Linked DNA regions of Zea mays: all the other regions are linked to region 2. A link is a contact called in public Hi-C data. All regions are on one chromosome and are shown on one strand. Each heading gives the region's core, a stretch centred on a gene start, on an enhancer-like site or on the middle of the called end of the contact. The rest is flanking DNA. Distances are from core to core; before and after follow the strand shown.

Region 1 (3,200 bases), core at 572-3,071, 230 kb before region 2:
AATAGCACCACTCAGTGACGGCGAGCAGCCAATAAACTCTGACACAACCAGCATGCTCTTCTTTGGCCCACCCACCTCTGATACTGACTCAGATCCTGGTGCACCCTGCCTACAGACAATGTACTCATATGGTGTCAAGTTCATCCCATCCCTCACAGCAGTCACAACCACGCATTCCGCTATCGTATAATAGGCAATCTTCTCGACACTTGACACATCACGATCGATGAAAACAACAGGGCTATACCCTGACTGGCCAAAGTCTCCATTGATCCTCTGGCAGCTCTCCTCAATCTCAGCCTGGATGGCTTCCAGATCCTTACCCCTTCCACGGGCTGGGTTAGCAATCTGCACTAACACTGCTCTCCCCTGCCACTTGGGATGTGTTCTCAACATGTTCTCAAATGCAAGAAGCTTCAAATTGATCCCCTTAAAGATATCCATATCATCCACACCAAGCAAGACAGTTTTGCCCTGAAACTGCTGTTGAAGCTCAGAAAGCCTCCACTCCCTATCAGGCAAGCGCAGACCCGACTCCAACTGACCCATATGAACTCCCACTGGCATGATCTTGATCCCTACAGTGCGGCCAAAGTAATCCAATCCAATGTGCCCACGCTTTGACTGGTATTCAATTCCCAGCATCCTACTGCAGCACGAGAGGAAGTGCCTGGCGTAATCAAAAGTGTGGAACCCAATGAGGTCACAATTGAGCAGCGCCTTCAGTATCTCGTCGCGAACAGGGAGGGTGCGGTAGATCTCGGACGAGGGGAAGGGGCTGTGGAGGAAGAATCCGATGCGGAGGCGGTTGAAGCGGCGGCGGAGAAAGGTAGGCAGCGCCAGGAGATGGTAGTCGTGAACCCAGACGTAGTCATCCTCCGGGTTGATTACCTCCACGACCTTCTCGAAGAAGAACTTGTTGGCGAGCACGTACGCCTCCCAAGCGCTGCGGTCGAAGCGACCGTTGCCGGGTGACGAAGTGGCGACGGAGGAAGAGGTAGCGGCGGCGGACGCGGAAGCGGGCGATGAGAAGGGGAGCATGTAGTGGAACAGAGGCCAGAGCTGGCGCTTGCAGAAGCCGTGGTAGAACCGGTCGTTGAGGTGGTCAGGGAGGAACACCGGCGCGCAGCGGAATCGGTCGAGCAGCGTCTGCGACACCTCGTCCTGCTCGGCTGCGGGGACGTCGGCGCGGAGCGATCCGACGAAGAGCACCTCCATCTCGTCGGGAATGCCGTCGCGGAGCTGGAGTAGGAGCGAGTCGCCGTCCCACGAGAAGGACCACCCTCGGCCGTCGGGCCTGCGGCGCGCGACGATGGGCAACTGATTCGAGACCACTATGAGGCGGTCCACCGCCACCGACGAGGGCACGTCGGAGGCGACGCTGCTGGTCGCGGCCGGCTCCGACTCGTCCTCGCCGTCGAGCTCCGACAGCGTCCCCGGCACCGTCATCACCCGCGACATCCGCCGCAGCCCGAACGACCCATGTCTCTGCCGCCCGCTGCCGCCGGCCGGGCCCAGCGCCGCGAAGTTGCCCTCCGCGAGGTCGAGCAGGTTGGTATACGACCGCGACATCATGGCTGAAACACCGAGCGGAGAGAAAAGCTTCGCCGCGAGATGTGAGCACGCCCTAGCCGGCCCGGCTACCCCTTCGGATCAGCAGGACCGAGATTGTCACCAAACTCTTGGGGGGTGGGGGGAGGGGGGTTGGGTGTTCCTCTTTGATCTGATCTGATGGCGGCGGCTCGAGAGAGAGGGAGGTGGTGTGGCCTGTGGGTTGGCCAATTCGGAATGGGTACGCGACCAGAGAGGGAGGCGAGAGGTCGGGGAGGGGGTGAAGGCAGAGACTCGCCCGTATATTCCACGGGTGTGTTGGGCTCGGGCGCTCGGCGCGTGAGGCCTCTCCTGGACCACTAATCACTGATATATGGACCCTTTGGTTTGTCGGTGTGTTAGGGCTCCTTGGACCGCGCCTAGGCACGAGATGCCTCGTGAAAAGAGGATAAGGTTGCGCTCCCCCCATGCCAGCTGGCGTCATGCGACCCACCTTCATCTGTAGGCATGTAGGGGCCCTTGGACGATACAGATACGAGCATTTTTGGCCGCACCGGTATGATCAATGGCTGTGATCGCTCTGAGGGGCTGATGGTTCCAATGGCATTGGGGCTCGTTCAAGAAGTGTTGGCAAATTTAGTCATGTTTGGGAACGCATTATTTTTATAGTCTCAAGACAATTCTATAATCCCTTTGATGTACTATTTTTTGACGTTCTACCGTCATTTAAGGTTGTGGGGGTGGATATCCTCTTGATCCAAATGAGACTCTCGATCCAAATGAGACGTATTCTCTATATGGGTTGACTGGCTGAATAAACTTAGCGCACAATACAAGCACTCTATTGTAATCTAAACCATCTAGGAGATATAGAAGGAAACGGACTTGTAACCCAAGCCATGCCAGACTATATAAAGCAAGTGAGGGATCTTCCTCCAAGGAATGTGATTTCATACACACACCCCTCCCCCCGGTCTCTCTCATCAAACATACAAACCCTAGCCCTCATTGAGTCATTGTAAGCTCCAGATATCAAAGCAAAATATGATATAGGGTATTACGCATCTCGCGACCCAAACATGTATAATTCGTTGTGTTTTTGTCGTGACATTGACGTCCTACCCAAAAGCACGTGGGTAACCCCATGGTGCGCGGGAGGGTCACAAACATCGACAGCTGACGCGTTAGAGGTTCGATGTCGATCTACGACAGTTCAATGGTCGTCATCTTCAACAACAATTTCAAGTTCGAGATTGGAGCGTATCTGATCTCTAACTCAGATCTGCTCGACCGTGGCATCACTACGGCTCTGTTTGCAATTCGTCGATTTGGTCATCTAGGAGGCGCAAGACTTCAAAACGTGTACAACAGATCATCTATCCTGTTATCCAATTGCTAGTATCTCACGAAGACATCTTAACAGTCGTCTGCGACCTGTTCGTCAGATGGATGATCCTGCTGGAATAATTCACCAAATCCGATCCGACTGTTTTGGAACTAAGCGCACTGATCGCTCGGCATACAGATTGGAAAAGAATTGATTCTATTATCATGGAGTTCAAGTAGCTATCAGATTCGTCGACTGATAAAATCTGTCTACAAGAATTTGTTGCTACCTGACGTCAGCAGGGGGGGCTCAAGTATCAATC
Region 2 (3,212 bases), core at 137-2,636:
GGCTCCGTCTCCTGCTCCTGCTCCGGCACCTCTGTTTCTACCAGCTCGTGCTCCGGGCCGAGCTCATCCCGCTGGACCAGGACCACGGACGGCTCAGGCTTCGGCGCCGGCGGCCGCGCGGACGGCTTGCCTTGCTGGTGGCAGCAGCTGCCGCCGCTGGTCTTGGGCTGCGGCGCCTCGTGATTGTGCTCGAAGGTGTAGGTGACGAGCAGCGCGGTGGGGTCCGCGTGGCTGCGCTCCACCTGCTTCCTCGCTGGGCACCCCTTGGAGCTGCTGCAGCGGTAGTAACCCCTGCACATGACACACAGAAGCGCGAAGCAGGTTTATCATCAGACAGACTGGTGCTAATCGGCAGCAACAGTTTGCATGCAGATGCTGATTAATAGGTTCAGCAGAAGCAGCAGCTGCATAGGAGGAGTACGTACGTACCGTGGGTAGGGGGAGCCCTTGATGGGCTTCTGCCCATACTTGCGCCACGCCCACGAGTCCGACGGCGGCGGCCCCTCCCCGCTGGCCCCTCTGGGCCGGTCCCCGCACTCGGCCAGCGGCACCGACACAACCCGCTTCTCCACCGATCTCCGGCTGCTCGCACAGAAATAGACAAGAGCCGAGTTAGCCATCTTCGTAGCTCTGGTTTCCAGACTCCCGTACCAGCGCCGCAGCAGCAGACAGCAAGCAGGTCACGGGCGCGCACCGCGCAAAACACTCGGTGGTGCTCTACGTGCGGGCACGCGAGACGCGACGCGACACATGGACCCCGTCCGTACCTGCGCTTAGCTGGCGGCAGCGGCGACGACGGCGAGGCGGGGAGGTCGCGCTCGCGCTTGTTCAGCCCGGCCCCGGCGCGCGGCGACTCCGCGTCCGCCCCCGCCTGCGGCTCGTCGGGGGATTCCGCCCGCGGCGAATCCGAGCTGCAGTACCCGTCCTCGGCCGACGACATCGATCAGATCCCCCCCTCTCTCGCCGCTGCTCCCTCGGTGACCACGCCCGGCCGGAGTACACGGAGGCGGAGGCGGAGCCCACAGCCCCGGCCCGGACGGATAAAAAGGCGGAGGCAGCTTCAAAGCAAAACGAGCTCGCGCTTTCCCAAAGCGCGCATAAATTTTTTCGCACTGATGGTGGAGAAAGCGGGGCTGTTGGAACGAATGATGGAGGGGATTGAAGGCGGGCGAGATGGTGGCGCACAGGGCACAGATGATGGGCGCTCTCTTGTGTCGCTCGCTTGCGATGCGCGGCGTGCCTGGTGTCTGTTTATGCGGGTGCGTGCGCTAGTGGGCGCCTTTTTTATATTTTATGGGAACGATGCTTGTGTCATCGGGGGAGCACCGGGGTGAGCAGGGCGAGCGATATCCATACCGACGGCAGGCGGCCTGCAGGCGTGAGTGCGTGCGCGTACGCGAAGCGAAGCGATTTTTTTTGTTAGTTTTTGGCGCCTTGCTCGTCTGCTCTGTTCGCTCTGGATTGGATCTCTCCCCGTCGCTGTTGTTGCGTCTCGGAAGAGGAGAGCGACGTGCTCGGGACCAGGCCGTGCGCGGAGGAGCCGTGATTACTTAATCTATCGGAGGCTGCGATCGCGACCGCCGCCCTAACCACTCCGGCAACCAATCATGGACATTGTCCATTTGTTCTGCTGTGCTCATGCTCTTGCTCCATCCGTCCGTGCACACGCACTTTCGTGCATGCATGTATGTATCGTGTGGATACGCCATACGCGTGCTCCATGTCCAGATACGGTGTATCCGTGTATGTATGTATGTATGTATATATGTACGGTACGTGCATGGGCTGTGTGCAGCCTGTGCCTGCGTGCAACCCTGGCCCGTGACACGGAAGCTGCTTTGCGAGGCGCGTTTCTTTGGAGCTCGGAAGGAAAGAACAGAACAGGTACAGCTTGTGAGCAAATATATGCAAGATACACATTTCTGACGTTGGTTCCCAGTGTCCAGCAGCCCCTTGTTCCGGTGTACGTACGCGCCGATTAGAATTAGAATACTGCATGTACATGGGAGAAAAACGGGCTAGATCCCTCGCGTGTAATCGTCCAAACTACGGCAGCTACACGTGGGAGCAGGACTAAAAGAAGCCGGCCTCTCCTCCGTAGGAGAGAGCGTGTACAGCCAAGTTGGACGTGCCAGAGCTAGCTGGGTTCTTCGTTTTCATTAATGGTCCATGTGCATCGGCATCGCTACAAGACTATACTAATGCTGGGAATACTTTTTAATAAGCCAGCAGTCTCATGCTAGTATTATACTACTGTCTTGGCTGCTATCGACCTGTACGCAGCTCTGGTTTTAATTATCTGTTGTCTGACACCAAATGATGCTACCGATCTCGATATGGACATTGCAATATTGATATACTCTTGTTTACGTACTACTAGCTCTACTAGCTCCGTTCTCACATGTTTATCATCCGCTAGTTTATTTTTCAATAACAGATGAAATAACAGGGAACAAACGACGCATATATTTACATTCCTCAGTTCTTTTACCTATTTTGTCGTAATAAGAATATATACCAATAAAAACTTATACTATCAGTTATACTGTCTTCACTACCACCGTGAGAGGCTTAAGCCGCCTTTGAAGATTTATCTGTAGTGTAGAGGCGGTTTACAACGTAAAACTATTTTTTCTGCTTTCGTAAAAGATGTCGCAGCATCCATTGGAAACTATTCTTGCACACGAGAATTGATTCGATCGTGAGCTAGAATATAATATGTCCCCCGATTTAAAATAGTAGTCGTTTTAGTTCTTAACTTTTATATCTGTGTTTAAATAGATAATAGATGATGATAAATCTAGACACATATACAAAACAAATACATTAATTATTATATAAATCATCTAAAAAGATAAAACGAATTTATTTTAGGACGTAGGGAGCATCTCATGTGCTAAGAAATGACATGGAAAGTCGACAAAAAACTATTATTTGCGCTTGTTGCAAATTCCATAGGATGACATGGACAATCCAATAGTAAAAAAACGAGTTCCAACGAAGATCCTTTTTCAGTATTCGATATAAGGCCATTTATGAGATTTTGGTTTTGGCTTTGTGAAAATGTAGAAGTTGAGACTGTTTCATAACCTAATTTTTTAGATGACGTGTGAGCTAGGAGGCTCGGCGAGCTTCCTTTCACCAGAGCCAGAGGGCGCACGGGCAGGCCGCAGGGGCAGTAGGCACCAGGAAGGGCTTTGGGAAGCAGCCAA
Region 3 (3,360 bases), core at 411-2,910, 180 kb before region 2:
TGAATGGATGAATTAAAGACGTTGCTATCAGAAGAGCTTGCCTTTTGGGATGCATGGAGCCATGGACCAGCTGACTGACCTGCACTGCATTGCATGCCCGGGTGCCACAGAACAGAGCCGTGTCATGTGTAAGCGCTGCGCTGGGCATGTAGCTTGAACCAAAGGTGTACTAGACCTCGCCTCGTCCGACCGACGCCAAGCAGACCACGCGTACTGGAAAGCGGAAACCTCTGTAGTAGGCTTGTAGCATTGTGAGACAGTAATGCGACCTCCGCAACACAAGCATTAGTTGTGAATACTTCATTCACAGAAACAGCGTGCCGCGCGCATCAGAAGCTTTTAGAAGCACGCAGGCGGACCTCGATCAGTCTTTTTTACTGCTTACCGTCCCCAGAAGTTTGTCGCATCGCCGCATCTGCTCAGGACCATCGGTTTTTTTTTTTACTTTTTACTCCTTTACTATTACCATGGACCGCCGTCGTGTCGCCGGTCAGAAAACTGGAAAAGGCGCCGGGTGGCAGGACGCCCGGACGCCGTTCGATTCAAACAATGAAGCCGCGAGGCCAGGCGGTGCTCGCTTCGGCTTCGCTGCTGCGCACCAGCAGAGGCGGCGCAGCGAGAAATAACGGGAACAGTAGCCGGGAGCAGACATGTCCGAATTTCCCAATCTGCGCTGCGCGTGTCTGCCACTGCCACTCGCGCGCTGCTTCTGCACTTCTGTGCGACTGTCTGTCGGTGGGTGGCGCGAGCTCCTCCGCCTCCGGGATGAGAAGAAGAAACGCATGGCGCGTGGCGGTGTTTTTGTGTGTGCATGCATGGTCCATGGGCCATGGGGTGTGTGTGTGTGTGAGGTTGCTCGTTGGAGGTGCTTTGTGTGTCTGTCGTTGTGTGCCAGTGCCACGACCAGCAATTGGAGGAGCGTGCACGCAAAGATGGCCCTAGCGAAATCCATGCGCGCAGGCCGCAGGCGCACGCACGCACGCACGCACGCAAAGGTCTGTCGGGCGGGTCACACCGGATCTTAAGCAGTTGAACTAGTGCCAGCCATGCACAGCCAATCTCCTGATCTGATATTAGGTGGGACGATGTCCAAGATCTTGGTAAGCACAGAATCCGCCCGCACACTCGCTCGGGCCCATGTTCCGGCAGGCACTGCACATACTCCTGCAAGGCTGCAGTGCGGTACGACCGGCACTTGTTCTTTAATCTGCATGGCCCCCCTATTAGAAAAAAAGAAGAAGAAAAAACAGCGAGAGATAGTAGCAGCACGCTGTTACACTTGTACTCCTTTCCTGCCCAGAGGGCTTCAAAATCACTGGCATCAATCACGGAAATCAATCAGCCATAGCCCAGGAGCACGCATGCACGAGAAAGAAGCGCCGAGAAAGAAAAAAAGTGAAACAGGCACTTTCGCCCCTACTTCTTGTGGCGTGGCAGAAAGCTCTCACCACTTCACAGTTCAAAACTCAAGTTGCGTTGCAAATCTCTTTCTTTCGTTTTGTTCTACGGAAAGTTGCAAATCTCCGATAGCACCCAGACGGCTCACGGCCACACCAACCACCTCACATTCCCCATGAGCCTTGAGCCCGCCAAAAACCTCCCACTTTAAAATCCCAGCCCCTCTCAAACACTGCCCTGCAGCCTCCAAGGTGAAGAGCCAGCCAAAGCGCCCAAGCTACGAAACGCCAACTCGTCAAGAACCCCAGTTGTTGCCCGGCCGCGCAGCCATGAGGTGGGGACTTAGAAGCAGCTGTAAGCAACGGCACAAGGAATCCCTGCAACCACTGGAGCAAGAGAGCAAGGGGAAGAGCAAGGCCAGCTTCTCGTCCTTCTTGCCCCTGGCATGGCTTGCCAAGCTCACGGCCAGGAACGGCGTGCCCGCTACCAAGGTCGTGCATGCGACGTCGTCCGCGGCGAAGAACACGGCTCAGGCCGCCACCGCATTCCCGTCCTGCTTCCACAAGCCCGCCAGCCCCAGCACCGCGTCGGCGTCGCGAAGCAGCCTGAGCCTGGCCTCTTCGTCATCATCCGCCGCCGACGCAGAGGCAGCCGGCATTGTCCCTTGCCGTCGCGACGACGCTACCGGCGGGGACACGGTGGCAGGCATCGCCCCGCGCCGCCGCTCGGTGGGCAACGATGACGCCAGGACCGAGGCCGCGACCGCGACCGCGCGGCAGCTGTACCACAGTCGTCGCCACTACTCGGTCGGTGGCGACCGCGACCTTCCTCACCTCGGCCACCTCGTCTCCCTCTCCCCGAACCCGAAGGCGGCGCCGCCGACACCGGCGCCGGTGCGGACGCTGACGCCGACGCTGCCCCCACTGCCTTCCGATTCCGACACGGACGAGGAGAAGCGGACGACGGCACGGAACCGCCGGCGCCGGCGCCGGCGCGCCGTCAGCGGGCGGCGGTCGTTCTCCTCGGCGAAGGCCACGGTGCGTGTGCGCTCGCCTAGGCCGCCTGCCGCGGCGGTGTCGGAGCTGGAGCGGTTCGCGGTGGTGCGGCGGACGCGGGACCCGCATCGCGCGTTCCGGGCGTCCATGGTGGAGATGATCGCGAGCAAGCGCATGGTGGGGCGTCCCGACGAGCTGGAGACGCTGCTGGCGTGCTACCTGTCGCTCAACGCCGACGAGCACCACGACTGCATCGTCAAGGTCTTCCGGCAGGTCTGGTTCGAGCTCAACAACGCCTCCCGTGCCACTGCCACCGCCCCGCCGCAGCGCACTGCGCACCTGAGCGGCTGAGCCTGCTGGCTGCTGCCGTGCTACCAGACCACCAACCGGCTCGGAATCCGCACCGCACCCCTGCGGGCGTCGGCATCCATCATGGCGTGTCCGGAGCCGACGTGGACGCTGATTTCCACGCGTTATTTTTCTGGGCCTACGTGCCGACGTGGCCTTTTCACGCGTGGCCGCGGAAAAGCTGTGGCCTGTTGCTGTGAGGGCGTACCCGCCCTCGCTTTTGAGGTGCTCTGTTGTTTGCGGGCGTGCGCGCACTGCAGTATTGCGTGCTTCTTGAGTCTTGAGTATTGTGTGTTTGTCAGCCCAGCTTCAGGTAGTGAAATGCATGAAAGGGACAAAAATAACGCTACTCGTTTCATGCACTTGGAACCGTATGCTCCAGTCCTGTAATTTGGCGGCATGTATCGCATGCAAAAGATTCCAAGATCTCCAGTTTCTAGAGTTCAAATAGCTGCCGACTTCCGGCTTTTGTTTGAAAGTGTGAACAGTTGATGTGGCCAGAGGCACCAGGCCTCACAGTTTTCCAGGTTCTTTTTTCTCCTTTCACTGTTTTCGTTTTTGTTCGTTTGTTGTTTTATATTGTGGACGTAAGGAAGGACACGCAACTCATAGGGCTGTG
Region 4 (3,181 bases), core at 433-2,932, 140 kb after region 2:
AGCAGAACTGATTAACGAACTCAGCAAAAAGACATGCAACAGAGGCAGCGCCGGGCCTCAGCGGCACACCTTGCAGATGCAAACGAGCAAGATGATAAGGAACGCCAGGCAGGATAGCCCGATGGCCACCCCGAGCACCGTGGCGCTGGGCCCACCCCTCGTGTCGGCGCCGCCGTCCGCCTCTCCGTCCCCGCCGCCGTCGTCGTAGTCCGCGCTTCGCTCCGACCGCGCCGTGGCCGGGGGCGGCAGCACCGGGAACCCGTACTTGTCGCACGGAGCCACGCTCATGGCGAGCTCAGCGGGCAGCACGGACCGGTTGTAGCACAGCTTGCCGTTCCCGGCGGCCCTGAACACGCGCAGCCTGGACAGGAACTTGGCGGTGAACGGAACCATGCCGTCGAAGTCGTTGTTCTCGAGGTTGAGCTCCCTCAGCCCATGCATCTCGGCCAGGAACGGCGGTATGCTGCCGTTGAGCCGGTTGGAGCCCAAGTCGAGCACCTCCAGCTCCGGCAGCGTAGAGAGCGTGTCGGGGATGCCGCCGGAGAGTCTGTTATTGGACAGGTCCAGGGCGGTGAGCGAGATGAGATCGCCGATGGAGGTGGGGATGGGCCCATCGAGAGCGTTGGAGCTGAGGTTGATGTGGGTGATGCCGGCGAGGAGCGTCAGGGTATCCGGGATGGCGCCGGTGATGCGGTTGCCAGACAGGTCGAGGTGGGTGAGGTTGGGGCAATGCCAGTGGTGCGGGAGGAAGCCAGAGAGGTTGGCGTTGGAGACGGTGAGCCGGGTGAGGTGCTCCATGTGGGAGACGACGACTGCGAGCTCAGTGGGGGAGCCCGTGGCGAGGGGCGTGTCCGCGACGGCGAGCTCCGTGAGATTGGTGAGGTGGGAGAGCCACACGGCGGAGAGGCGGTGGAGCGAGGCGGTGCAGGAGAATGCCCGGAGCCCGGACGCCAGCTGCTCCGGGGGCAGAGCTCGCGGCGGCGCGGCCGGGCAGTCGGAGAACGCCAGCGCCCGGAGTGACGGCGCGAGCGCCTCGAGCGCCGCCGCCGAGACGGAGGTGGTGTCGGAGCAGTTTGTGAGGGCGAGCGACGTGACACGCCGGAAGGGCTCCCCCGCGTCGCAGGAAGCGTTCACGGCGGCCACAACGGCGGCCGCGCCGCAGGGGTCGGCGCGCGGGTGCGCGCCCAGGCCGAGCGCGCGCAGCGCCAGCAGCTGCTGCGGGTCCAGTGGCGCCGCGCCCGCGATGGCCGCGACGACGACGATGGGGAGGAGGTGAGAGAAGAAGAGGGCAGCGGCGTCCATGCCCGTGGACGCAGAGCACTAGAGCAGGCACGCACTCCCCAGTGGCGATTGGCGAAGCGAGAGCCGAGACCGAGAGCGCGCGTGGAAACCGGAGAAACGGAGAAAGCTTTCTTCAAAGCCGCGACCCGCGAGGAAGGCAGGGGCCGGAGAGCTGCTCTCCACCGTCGGATGGGCGCGGATTGACAGATGGGCAGGGCTCGCCGGCTGTGTATTGGGGGACGGGGGACGGCATGGCACGGTTGCTTTCGAGGGCAGTGTGCTTGCGCCGGGGCGCGCAGAGGCCGCCTGTGACTGCAGCAGAGGCAGCGTGCCTGGGTATCCGTGCAGTCCCTGTGTGCCTATCTCATGCTACCACTGCGTCCTATTGACCGCTGTGGAAAGACGGGACCGGTAGTGGTCTGGGCCTGGCCGCTCAAACATGGGGATGGTGCGCGTACCAGCTCTGGCCTCTGTGCCGCGCTCAGGTTTTGGCGCTCCACCGCGACGCCGCGCACTGCGAAGTGCGAACTGGAGCTGAGCGCGCCCGTGACAAATCGCGCTGCGCCTGCGAGTCGGGCTGGGGACCTGCCGCTCTCTCAGGCTGGGCGCTTCTGCGGTCCCCAGCGGCCCAAACCAACTCCATTCTAATAAGCGGCCCAAAAACATTTGGTCTTCTCACAACTCACAATGCTAGGTTGCTAGCGCGATTGAGCTGAAGGAGATTCAAACGCCGAAACGCGTGTGTAGCTGCAAAATAAAGGGTGTTCTGCAACACTCCCTTTGTTTTTTTTATTTAAGGCATGCACTATTGACTTTTTGCTCAACGGGAACGGTATTTATTCAATTCCTTAATAATGTTTTAGAGTAGGTAAGGTGAAAAGAGCATCGCTAGATCTGTCATGAAGTACTTTAAGGTTTCGTTTTGTTCACATATTTATAATGTGATAAATAACTAATAATGTTAGATCATGTTTATTTAGGTCCAACCATAATTAGATATTATACTTGGAACTAATATAAGCCTATTCAAACTAGCACTTGAGTGTGACTCGATATCATTATCATTTACATTACATTTCGTGAACCAAACAACACCTTGTTTGGATCTCATAATTATAAATCAGTTTTTACCATAAATTTTAGATAGAACTGTTCTCTAGGTAGGCATTCTATTATCGTTGATTCATATATATATAGTGTTTGGACCTCAATTACTCTCACAAGTTCTCTTAAAGTATCATAATTGACATGGAGATTTATCTTATTATTTTTATCATATGAACGAAACTATTAACGATCAAGTGCCGTCTGGCTAGATTTGTTTGGAACGTCCTCTTCTTGGTCATAGGAGAAACTCAGTCTAATGACATAAATCACATGTTTGGTAGTTGGCTAGCTCTAGGGCTGGGACAGGGACTGGAGGTCTTTACCTTTGTTAATTAGAAGCGACCACAATGTGTCGTTTATTCGGCTAGGTAGAAATGATGTTGTTCAAGAAAAAGAATTCATTTCCCCTTCGTGGGTTATATTTTCAACGACACCGTAGCTCTCAGAATGGGCTATTCTCTAACGGTCGGATTTGTAAGAGCGGTTTGTGACGGGATCACAACTTTTGGTGCAAACAACCACGGTTTTCTTGTCCCGAAAACATGGATGGTGATGTAGGTAGTCAGGTGTGAATCTAGCGCCACTTGTATCATGGTGCACACCTTAAGAAATATACACATGATATTTTTTTAAACTGATAAACTTCTCTGATTATTAGAAAACATATAAAGGTTCAACAATCAAATATCGCCGGCGAGCACGCTGGGGATACCAGCTGACAGAATAGCCTAAACTAACACATAGTGACATTAAAACGTAAGAAGGACCACCAACCAGACAAGAAAAAATTGCT

What was found. A called contact is a pair of places that touch in the nucleus more often than the background predicts.
Region 1: a Hi-C map of endosperm shows a contact between it and region 2, with 6 times the contacts expected there. The contact joins the promoter of LOC100272531 here to the promoter of LOC100501507 in region 2. A contact is called at or near these places in 4 of 25 Hi-C or Micro-C datasets (bundle sheath, ear, endosperm and 1 more).
Region 3: a Hi-C map of endosperm shows a contact between it and region 2, with 5 times the contacts expected there. The contact joins the promoter of LOC100383186 here to the promoter of LOC100501507 in region 2. A contact is called at or near these places in 6 of 25 Hi-C or Micro-C datasets (bundle sheath, ear, endosperm and 2 more).
Region 4: a contact with region 2 is called in a Hi-C map of bundle sheath, with 3 times the contacts expected there. The contact joins the promoter of LOC103651210 here to the promoter of LOC100501507 in region 2. A contact is called at or near these places in 3 of 25 Hi-C or Micro-C datasets (bundle sheath, endosperm and leaf).

What each region holds. Positions count from the first base shown.
Region 1 is chr3:203,167,700-203,170,899 of Zm-B73-REFERENCE-NAM-5.0, forward strand. It overlaps LOC100272531, which reads right to left and starts at 1,822. Exons shown (of 3, transcript NM_001147000.2): 1 at 1-1,822. The coding sequence starts at 1,575.
Region 2 is chr3:203,397,684-203,400,895 of Zm-B73-REFERENCE-NAM-5.0, forward strand. LOC100501507 (probable WRKY transcription factor 65) reads right to left here and starts at 1,387. Exons shown (of 3, transcript XM_008676828.4): 1 at 768-1,387; 2 at 430-582; 3 at 1-291. The coding sequence starts at 940.
Region 3 is chr3:203,213,558-203,216,917 of Zm-B73-REFERENCE-NAM-5.0, forward strand. LOC100383186 reads left to right here and starts at 1,661. Exons shown (of 1, transcript NM_001175849.1): 1 at 1,661-3,186. The coding sequence starts at 1,728. The coding sequence ends at 2,744.
Region 4 is chr3:203,538,415-203,541,595 of Zm-B73-REFERENCE-NAM-5.0, forward strand. LOC103651210 (receptor-like protein 51) reads right to left here and starts at 1,683. Exons shown (of 1, transcript XM_008676829.4): 1 at 1-1,683. The coding sequence starts at 1,302. The coding sequence ends at 58.